Regions from separate parts of the Mus musculus genome. Here region 1 is linked to region 2. Evidence: chromatin contacts called from public HiChIP or PLAC-seq data. All regions are on one chromosome and are shown on one strand. The core of a region is the stretch at or near the end of the contact, and the rest is flanking DNA. Distances in the headings are between cores, read along the strand shown.

Region 1 (4,927 bases), core at 653-3,152, 530 kb before region 2:
TCCGACAAATTTGAATAAATTTTTGTTCTAGATCCCGTGGTACCCATCTTCCCAGCAGTTGTCAGAGATCCCAACACTATTGAATCAGCACCCCAATTCATAGTCTGAGATCAAACAGCTTATGTTGTGGCAGTAACCTCAGATAAGACCTCTCTGGATCACATGTTCCCTACAAACAAAGACCTGGTCTTTGTTCAGATGAGGCTAACTCTGGTGCAGCCACGACTCAGTAGAGAGAGCCCATAGGGCCCTCTGCCTTAAAAGGCTAGCTGGGGATGGTTACTCAAAGAGTCCAAAGAAATGATGTATCTATCAGAAGAGGATAGAGGGACACAAGTGTTCCCTATGTTGACAGGAAAGACATGGGCCATCAGGCTGGGGACTTCTCCTGGGTTTTGCCACCATCTATAGGTTATTTCTCTGCCAGTGAAATAAGCCAATTTGTGCCACATTAGATTATATTAAAGGCAGGTTTATTGGGAAGCTGGTCTTGATTGAGTTCACTGGCCCCAAAGATTGAGACCAAAGGAATTGCCATTGGGGGTGAAATGGGAAGAAAGGACACATGTGTGTGTGCACGCAAGCGCACTTGTGCGCGCACACACACACACACACACATATATACACAGAGGGGAGACAGAGATGTATGGATTATTTAGAGAGGAGCCTCTGGGGGAGGGACAGCCTAGCCACTTGACTAAAAACTTCAAGGTTGGGGTCAGGGTATGCCAGGTAGGAACTGAGGGATGCTGGGAGAACCAACTGGAGGCCAGATCTGCTCTGATATGTAAAATATGTATTTCAATCTCTTTTTTTCCAGGGTCCAAAACCAAACACTACACCCAATTCAATTGATTTCTCGAGTCTCTATCTGCATATAGACTATACAGGAATAGGAACTAGCAATATGTGGATGTTTATATGTGTGAGTTTCATTATCTTCCACCCTACACAAAGGTTGCCAACAATGGGAAGTGGTGATTGTTCCTGGTTCTGAAAGCAGAACTCCATGTGTAAGTTTGGACACTTGTCCTAGTATTTCATTTGTGCCTCAGATTGCTTATTTATGAAAAGGTATTTGTACAGCACAACCTCATGGACAGGAACACCCAGCAGTCTAATGCTATTAAGTCCTATCATACAACACCATCATAGAATCATGAAATGCCTAATACTTCCCTCATTTCTGAACTCTGTTTCTTAATAAGGAAGGTGATGTAAAATAAAAATACTTTACTACCATATGTTTTCATATTCTCATTATTTTTTTCTTAAATCTAAAAAAAAAAAAAAGACCTAGATTTACTACACTGGAATTTGTGGTATGTGCTCTATATCAGTTATCTTGTCTATTCTACTCTAATAAAAAATTATATTTGAAACTAGTATAACTCTGAATTCACAGGAAAAGTGAATGAGCCTCCTAAACTATGGTCACATCTTGCCACCACTTTAAGTGATCTTAACCACTGACACTCTCTCCCCAGTCCCACCAACACCAGTTGTACAGCCTACAAACCAGGAATAGTTTTCTTGTTTGGTTGGCTGGTTTTGTTTTATTTTGAGTTTTGCCTGAACATGAACAAAATAATAAAACATGATGTGTGAAGTGATGTGAAATCCAAATACTATGTATTTAAATGATGCACTGTTGGCATATTTTCTTTGTACTCATACTATAAAACTGAGTTGAGGACCCTGAAGCCTGCTGGGTATTAAATATTAACATTCTCACCCTTGATAGAAGATGTGCATCCCTGGTTAAATGACTTATATCACCCAACTAGTGAACTACCTAGGCCTGGTTCTAACTGAGAGCCTGCATAGGTTCCCAGAGACAGTTGCTGGTAGTCTGTTACCGCACAGTAATTATTTGTGTCTCAAGCATGGATTTCCCCCACCACAGATCAGAGTCCCACTTCCTTTGGGTTTGCATAAATTGTGCAACAGGGCCTCATAGAGCAGAAGTGCACCCTAAGACTGTCCTGATTTTCTTCACCCTCTAAATTGTGCCCTAAACACACATGCCTCAGCATTTTCACAGTTGCTGTGTGGTAACCATGGGCTATTGGTCAAGAAAGAACAAAGCTTCAGTAATAAGGGTGATGGAGCCAGTTTCCCATCAAACTATCTCCAAGAAAAGCAATCAGAGTTCAAACAACCTGACAGTACAACAGTTACTCTCTATTGATTCTCATTATTGTTTTCTCTGGAGATCTGAATTCTTAGCAATGTAAAAACTGATAACCCTTGCCACATTTCAGTGTGTTCCTTTTGAGATGACATAACCTCACTCCAATAAGATCACTGATTTCACCAAGTTGGATCTGACTTATTCTTTCCTTTCCTTTCTCCTCCATGTCCTATCTCAGGTAAACAGCCATATTTCCATATCTCTCCACAAAAAGTATCACACACAACATCTCCCTTTCTTGGAAAATTTCTTTTTTTTTTTTTTTTTTTTTTTTTTTTTGGTTTTTTCGAGACAGGGTTTCCCTATAGCCCTGGCTGTCCTGGAACTCACTTTGTAGACCAGGCTGGCCTTGAACTCAGAAATCCGCCTGCCTCTGCCTCCCGAATGCTGGGATTAAAGGTATGCGCCACCACGCCCGGCTTCTTGGAAAATTTCTAAAAGGTTCTTGTTATAAATGATCACAAAAACAAGCTGACAGAAGTGTGTGCTATTGTGTGATGGTTCTGAGACTGTGGCTAAGAGTAGAAAGGCTGACCACCTCTGACTGTCTGAACTATTCAGATTTTCTCCCTCTGTCTGGGTATCTAATTCCTATTTCTCTTCTCTCCATCCCTTCCTTTCACTGTTTATGATAGGTTCTGTTTGCTCCAGCCTCTTCTGCTTTCCTCAACCAGGATAGGGGCATCATTTAAAATGTTAACAAATAAAGTGATTAATAAGCAAAAATAATTTAGTCATCTAAACAGTATTAACCCCTGAAAGGACATATTTATGTTGATCTGCAGTACATTTACACCTATAGAGTGGGCTAATGCCCAAGAACCCTTAGGCTATGTAATAGTGACAGGAAAGTCACATCAACTGCAAGAATCAATCCTGAGATGAAGTCTCTGGATACCCTGCCTTTCAGAGGTCACTCATCACAGATTGTCAGGAGCCATCAGAGAGGCTAAGGCTAGCAAGTGACTTTATTGGAGATAGGCCACCTTTTCTATATTTTCCACAGTGAGATGATTTTTATGTTTTATGTGTTTGTTTTCATTGTTTTGGTTTGGTTTCTTTGTTTGTATGTGTGGGCGTTTTCCCCCTTGTGGGCGTTGCAAGGGTGGAGCACAGATACAACAGGATGAGTAGATGAGCAGCCTGGGGTGCATGATGTGAAATTCACAGAGAACAAATACAAAGCTTTCTAAAATACACAGACAAGCATCCCTGGCATGGCTTGCTCCAGGGTTTTTGGATTTGTCTTACATGCAGATGCAAAGCAACTTACTGGTTGCTATATGCCCTCTTGTGGCTGTTCAGACTCAAAACACTAAACACTGAAATAGAAGTCATTCAGCCCAAAGGAGATCAAGGGAGAAAAGCTATTCAAGAAAGAAGGTTATGCTGCTAGGGAAGACAAATTATAGAAAGTAGTAATAAAGGAAGAAGGAATGAAAGAAAATACATTAGTGAACTGGTTATAACTGTGGGTGGGAACATTTATTCCTTTAGCCAAAGACCACTGAACCAACAGAGAATAAGTTCATGGGGATGGGAAGTTGTCTGTGCATAGCCCAATGAGTATCTTAGGAGTGGATACATAGGGCTAATGGTCAGCTCTTTCCTCCTTCAGCCCTCGACCTATGATTACTCCTTATAGGCAATATCACAAAGTAGACAGATACAAACTTTCTCAATGGACTTTTCTCTACCCCAGAGAAGAGACATCTATATCTGATTCTCCAATATGCCAAGCCACCTAACTCATGGATAATGAAACTTATGCCTGTCCAATAATTTGCAGTGTGGGCACATCAACACATCTTATTTGCTATAAATGAACAACTTAACAAGAAGGAATTATGGGTCATTCAAGTGTTAGTGATTTTGGCAGAAGCTTCGTTTGCCTATAAAGAAAAACCACAACACGTATAAAGGTCTCAGCCAATAACAACAAGGAATGACAGATGGAACTGGCCCAATGTGATCAGCATTAATGATCTAATCCTTTGACTCTATCTTCCAAAACTTGCTCTAGAATTGAAATTTCATTGGGTCGATAACACACTTGTCAATAATAAATGTTTAGGGAGATGAGGACATGGTTGGTTAGTGAAAATCACTTGCTGCTTTTTCAGAGGGTCTGGGTTATGTTCACACCTGAAAATGAGAGTTCACACCCAACTACAGCATAAGTCTTGGGTGATCTGACTCCATCTTCTGGCTTCCACTGGCACCAGGCACGTGTATGCTTGGATATATACATGCAGACACACAAAATACAGCTAACAAATAAAATGTAATGAAGAAACTTTTTGGTGAGCATTGGTATGAATTTTGAGAAGGTTCCTGGTAGAGCCTGGTGGAGCAGAAGTAAAGAAAACTGGGCCTTCGTTACTGAATCGGAGGTTCTCCTTCCTCTCTGTCTCAATATAACTCAAAATCTTTGTCTACCCAAGCACACAGGATGTGTAGTTGGAATGATGGAGCAGAAATAGAAGGAAACACCTTTTTTCTTAATCATTAATTAACATCTTCTGAAAAGCTGCTCTGTCAGAAGAACAAAATACTAACATTGAATTTATGGCCACCTGTTGCCTCAAGACAAAGTAGGGTATACTGGGCTTTGCACAAAATTCTCGAAACAGCAGGCTTTCTCTGAAAGGTTACATAGGTTACTGAACTTTGGCCCAAACTCTCCTTCCAGGGACAACTACACCAGACTCTTAAAAAGGCTTAATGCTTGTC
Region 2 (4,843 bases), core at 881-3,380:
TAGTAGGGGAGATCCAGACAACAATGTAAAAGGGTAAAAGAAATGAAGAGTCAAAATTCTGAACTGAAGAAAAAGGATTATTAAAAATATTAATGAGATGGGGATGTGAAAAACTGGGGAGAGTGTGTGGGGGGTGGTGGTGAACATTAAACATGCAACAAGTCAAGAAATGGTAACTGGCAAAGAAATGGCAAAGAAGTTCCTACAGGGAGCAGCCAGGGAAGACAGCACTGGTGGCATCCATTGAGTCCAGAATGTTAAGTCTGCTGCCTAGGTGAGTCTTTAGGATCTTAGAAATTCTGGAAGAAAAATCTTTACTCTGGTGTCCCACCATAACTGCGCCTTTGAAAGTTTTAGCTCGTTCTTATCTCCTTTCCTTGCTTCCCCAATCCTCCAATACACTTATCGACTACCCTATTTTTGTCAAGACACTGAGAAATGAATGAATGTGCTGAGAAGGAAAGCCATTACTTAAAGAAAAAGCCAGGTTAATTAAGGAAGCTATAGGAAAAAGGAAGCACATGCCAAAGTTCATGTGGACCTTGCATTTGATGAATTTGTAAACGTTACCTACTTAACTTGGCTACAAAGGCTTAAAATAATACATGAACCAGGCAACTCACATTTCATATCCTATTATGCAACACAGCCCTTACCAAAAGTCAGCAACTCCTAAACAAAGCCTGACTCATTCTAACCTTACATAACTGTCCTGATTTCTGTGCCACAACACTAAAACTACAGAATCAGATTTTGTCATCTTCCTAATTAAAACATTCACAGGTCAGGCAGTGGTGTCGCACGCCTTTAATCCCAGCACTTGGGAGGCAGAGGCAGGCAGATTTCTGAGTTTGAGGCCAGTCTGTCTACAGAGTGAGTTTCAGGATAGCCAGGGACACCCAGAGAAACCCTGTCTTGAAAAACCAAAATAAATAAATAAATAAATGAATTAAAAAATAAATAAAAATAAATCACGGGCTTACACACACATCGTTTACTAGGCCTGCAAGGGCTTATATGGTTTGGTTCTCATTTTCCATGTATGTCCCCAACCATTATATCGAACCTTTCTCTTCTATGAAGACTCTCCCTCCCATCTCTGAGTTTTTGCTCTAATTTGCCTCTAACTCTCTCCAAGGACACCTCTTCTACAACTCTCTCCAAGGACACTTTTTTCTCCGGCAGTTAAGATTCATTGGTTCGGGGGGTGGGGACAAACTTTGTAGTTCGATTAACAGTAAAGACAAGATTCTTGGATTCTGTCTCCATCACTGTAAAACTCAAAGACAGTATCCTTCCAACACGTGGCTACTTTCTATTTCTTTATCCTTTGTTACCTTCACGGTACTTACTATCTGACTACATTGTTAACATATTGATTTGCTGGTCGACTAAGAGGCATCTCCTTTCCTCCTTTGTTTTGCACTCTGCTGTTATATTTGATAGAGAAAGCTGACTTTTTTTTTTTAACATTAAGTGTCTGAGTCTATTAGAGGACTTAACTCCCACCCTCCCCTAGTTTGGAAGCCAAAGATCAATGAAATTTCCCGGGCCACAGAGACGTAAGCACATCTGCAGCAAAAGAAGCTGAAAGGAAGAACCATGTTTAGTAAAAGATAGTTCTTTTTTTCACAAAGCTTCATGAAAATCAGACCTTGGTGCCCTTTACCCAGATCCCAGCCTCGGCAAACAATCCACAAATCAGAGAGCCCTCACTCAGCTCCCAGCGACCTTAGAATAGCAGGAGGAGGACGTCACCGAATGGATAAGCAAGAAAGGTGTACTCCTTACCGCAGTCAGAACTCTGAAGTCATCGCGGCTCATGTACCTAAGCTTGGCTACATTCACCTTCCCCATGCTTGCCCAGTTCCACCACGGACGCTCTCTGGGAAGACGCAAAGTTGCTGGGTAATCTCGCAGGCTTTCGGCGGCGACCTGCCCGCGCACGCGCCCTGTATTTAAGGTGCTTATCGCTAGGTAAGAACACGTGCTCAAGAAGCAGTAGAAAAATGCTATTTTTTTCTCGTTTTTGTAGCTAAAAATCAGGCAGAAGTGATTTTTCAGCCCCTAAATAAATAATTTACGTTTGACTGATTTGGCAAGTTGCAAATGTTTTACATAGTATGCCACGTTACTTTTCAGAGCTGCTAGGACCTGATTGGAATTAAGGCCGGACTTCCGCATGCAACAGTGCTTACGTCACGAGAGGGGCGTGTTTTATTCGTTCCGAGCCACGCCCACTTTTAGTGCAGCAACTGTGCACTGTAAAGTCAGGGAGGGAAATGAGTAAGCGAGACCGGAGGCCAGCAAAACCACTGAAAGGGTGGCCACAGAGCCGCACGCGCTGTCTCTCGGCAGCCCCACCCCTGTCCGGCGGAGGAGGGCCGGGTTAGGAGCTGCCCCGCTGGCCTGGGACGCTGATCCCAGGACGGGTTAGGAGGAGCTTCTGTACGTACTATCCAGTGCTCGCTTCCAAAGAAAGCGCGCACCTCAATGTTTCTTGGGTCCAGGAGCATTTGGGAGGCTTAACAAGACAATGTACCCAAGACAAAGACTTTTATTACCGTACCTTCATCCCGACAGCAGCAGCATAGTAACAAGTGTGACTCATGTGATATTCAGTACCTGTGTTTCTCATTTCACGAATTATCTATATTTCAGTCCTTTAAGCTGCAGATCTTCTCTGGTCAGCTCTTAGGTTAAGCTTGGGCGCTATAAGTGTCCAGTGTTATGATCTGCTTTATACTTGAGAGATTGCCAACGACTGGTGTGTAACTTTTTTTTTTTTTTTTTTGAGGTATGTGCAAACTTTAAGGACTCAGATTAAGATACCTTCGTGTTCCTTCCATACTCCACTCCTTCCAGTTTCCAAGAAACAATGTATTCATTTCCTCCTTTTGGAGAGTGGTGCTGAGTATCTTCCTGGAGTAAGCTCTTTCATAAAGCATAGGGGCAGACAGCAGGCTGTAGTGTCCGTATCGGTCCAGCTAAAGTAGTTGGTAATCTAAAATCATCAAATCGAAACAAAAGATCAATCCTTTTTCATCTCTATGTTCCTGTCTTTGGGGTCTTGTATGCTTGAATACAGGATTCTAGGCATATCTAATTAGGACTTAACTAATTAAGACCGTTGTACACAATGGAATTTTTCTTTCTACATTAACATTAGAACATGTGAAAACAAAAAGTTTGAAGCTTTGATTATCTGTCTTTCTGTCTCCTTTCAGCATTGCTCCACAGAGCCACCACTAATTGAGTGGGTTTGGATCCAAGTTCTGGAATATTGGGGTAATCACAGTCCAGATTTCTCATCTTTTCAATATTGTGGGTTTTTTGTTTGTTTGTTTGTTTTTTTAGTAATCAAGTCATTTATGAGTAAAGGATTTAAATTCAATCTTCCTTTCTCACCATACTTAGTGTGACTTAAGCCAGTGGTTCCCAACCATCCTAGTACAGCGGTCCTTTAATACAGTTTATTTTGTGGTGATTGCCAACAATAGAATTGTTTTTTATTGCTACTTCATAACTGTAATTTGCTACTGTTACAATTCTTAATGTAATGCAAATACTTTTTTGGAGACGGGGTTCCCAAAGGGGTCTGGACCCACAGCTGACTTAGCCTATTCTTCATCCATTCACCATTTATCAAATATAGATACCACTTTTTTTTTTCTAGGCTCTGGGGAAACTTAATCCCAAGTCCTAAAACTTGAACTTATGGGAAGGAGATGTGTAAAAAACCACTGGATGTAACAGAAAAGCCAAGGACTAAGAATGTTGAATTTCCCTTTCCCAGACTTCTCCACTGTAGTCAAACTCATACAGACACATGTTGCTTCTCATAAAGGACCCTGAGTGCCTAAAGTTCTCATTTTTTTTTTAAAGTCTGGAATTCAATGTATTTAACAATCTATGTCATCTCTTTGAGTCAGTTTGTAGTCATGTCTGTTTGTTCTTATTGCAACTCCCTTAGACAGTTACCTATGAAAAACCTTTTAGCTGGGTTGTGGTGGCATGTGCCTTTAATCCCAGAACTTGAGAGGCAAAGACAGGCAAATCTCTCTCCACTCCCCTCCCCTCCCCTCCCCTCCCCTCCCCTCCCTTTCTCTTTAAGATTTATTTATTTTATGTATATGAGTAAACTGTAGCTGGACAGATGGTTGTGAGCCATCTTGTGGTTGCTGACAATTGAACTCAGGACCTCTGCTCGATCTGGAACTCCTCACTCTGGCCCCAAGATTTATCTATTATTATATCTAAGTACACCATAGCTGTCTTCAGACACACCAGAAGAGGGCATCAGATCTCATTACAGATGGTTGTGAGCCACCGTGTGGTTGCTGGGATTTAAACTCAGGACTTTCAGAAGAACAGTCAGTGCTCTTAAATGCTGAGATTGCCTGAAGGCAAATCTCTTGACCAAGGCCAGCCTGGTCTGTAGAGTCAGTTCTAGAACAGCCAGGGCCACAATGAGAAAACCTGTCTCCAAAAACCAAAAACCAAAAACCAAAACTAAAGCAAACCAAAAAAGAAAAAGAAAGAAGGAAGGAAGGAAGGAAAGAAGGAAGGAAGGAAAGAAGGAAAGAAAAGGAAACAGCTTTTATTTTATACAACTGGCCCAAAAATACTTCCTATATTTTCAATTCCTAAAATGGATTCTAGCAATATTTAATGAAAGACAGCCACCATGGCAAACCTCCAAATATTACAGTTTCCCCCACAGACAAGTTTACAAATACTTCAAAATATCTGCTGGAACTCTATCATGCTTTAGAAAATTTTGTAGCAGTGCCCCAGACCTAAGCCCCCAGACCTTAGCACAACTCACTCCATGTTGGAAATA

Evidence for each region. HiChIP or PLAC-seq counts read pairs in DNA pulled down with a chosen protein or histone mark.
Region 1: an H3K4me3 HiChIP or PLAC-seq map of bone marrow-derived macrophages shows a contact between it and region 2, with 5 times the contacts expected there. The contact joins the enhancer-like site here to the promoter of Riok2 in region 2. A contact is called at or near these places in 9 of 39 promoter capture datasets (the 3T3-L1 cell line, the C10 cell line, frontonasal cranial neural crest and 6 more), 4 of 484 Hi-C or Micro-C datasets (Sertoli cells, cerebellar granule neurons, cerebral cortex and 1 more), 5 of 115 datasets of contacts at active chromatin or transcription factors (astrocytes, bone marrow-derived macrophages, embryonic stem cells and 2 more) and 3 of 9 other capture datasets (adipose tissue, liver and macrophages).

Annotation. Positions count from the first base shown.
Region 1 is chr17:17,897,981-17,902,907 of GRCm38.p6, reverse strand. No RefSeq gene overlaps it. Among named protein-coding and RNA genes, the nearest start is that of Fpr2, 13 kb to the right of the region's middle. Within about 2 kb of position 1,902, at least 48 of the 459 cell types and tissues checked have an H3K27ac peak or open chromatin away from gene starts, as enhancers often do. A contact at or near this core is called in bone marrow-derived macrophages, where this site is marked.
Region 2 is chr17:17,371,619-17,376,461 of GRCm38.p6, reverse strand. Riok2 (RIO kinase 2) reads right to left here and starts at 2,130. Exons shown (of 10, transcript NM_025934.2): 1 at 1,792-2,130. The coding sequence starts at 1,857. Gm36768 (predicted gene, 36768) reads left to right here and starts at 2,246. Exons shown (of 4, transcript NR_168690.1): 1 at 2,246-2,448; 2 at 3,228-3,288.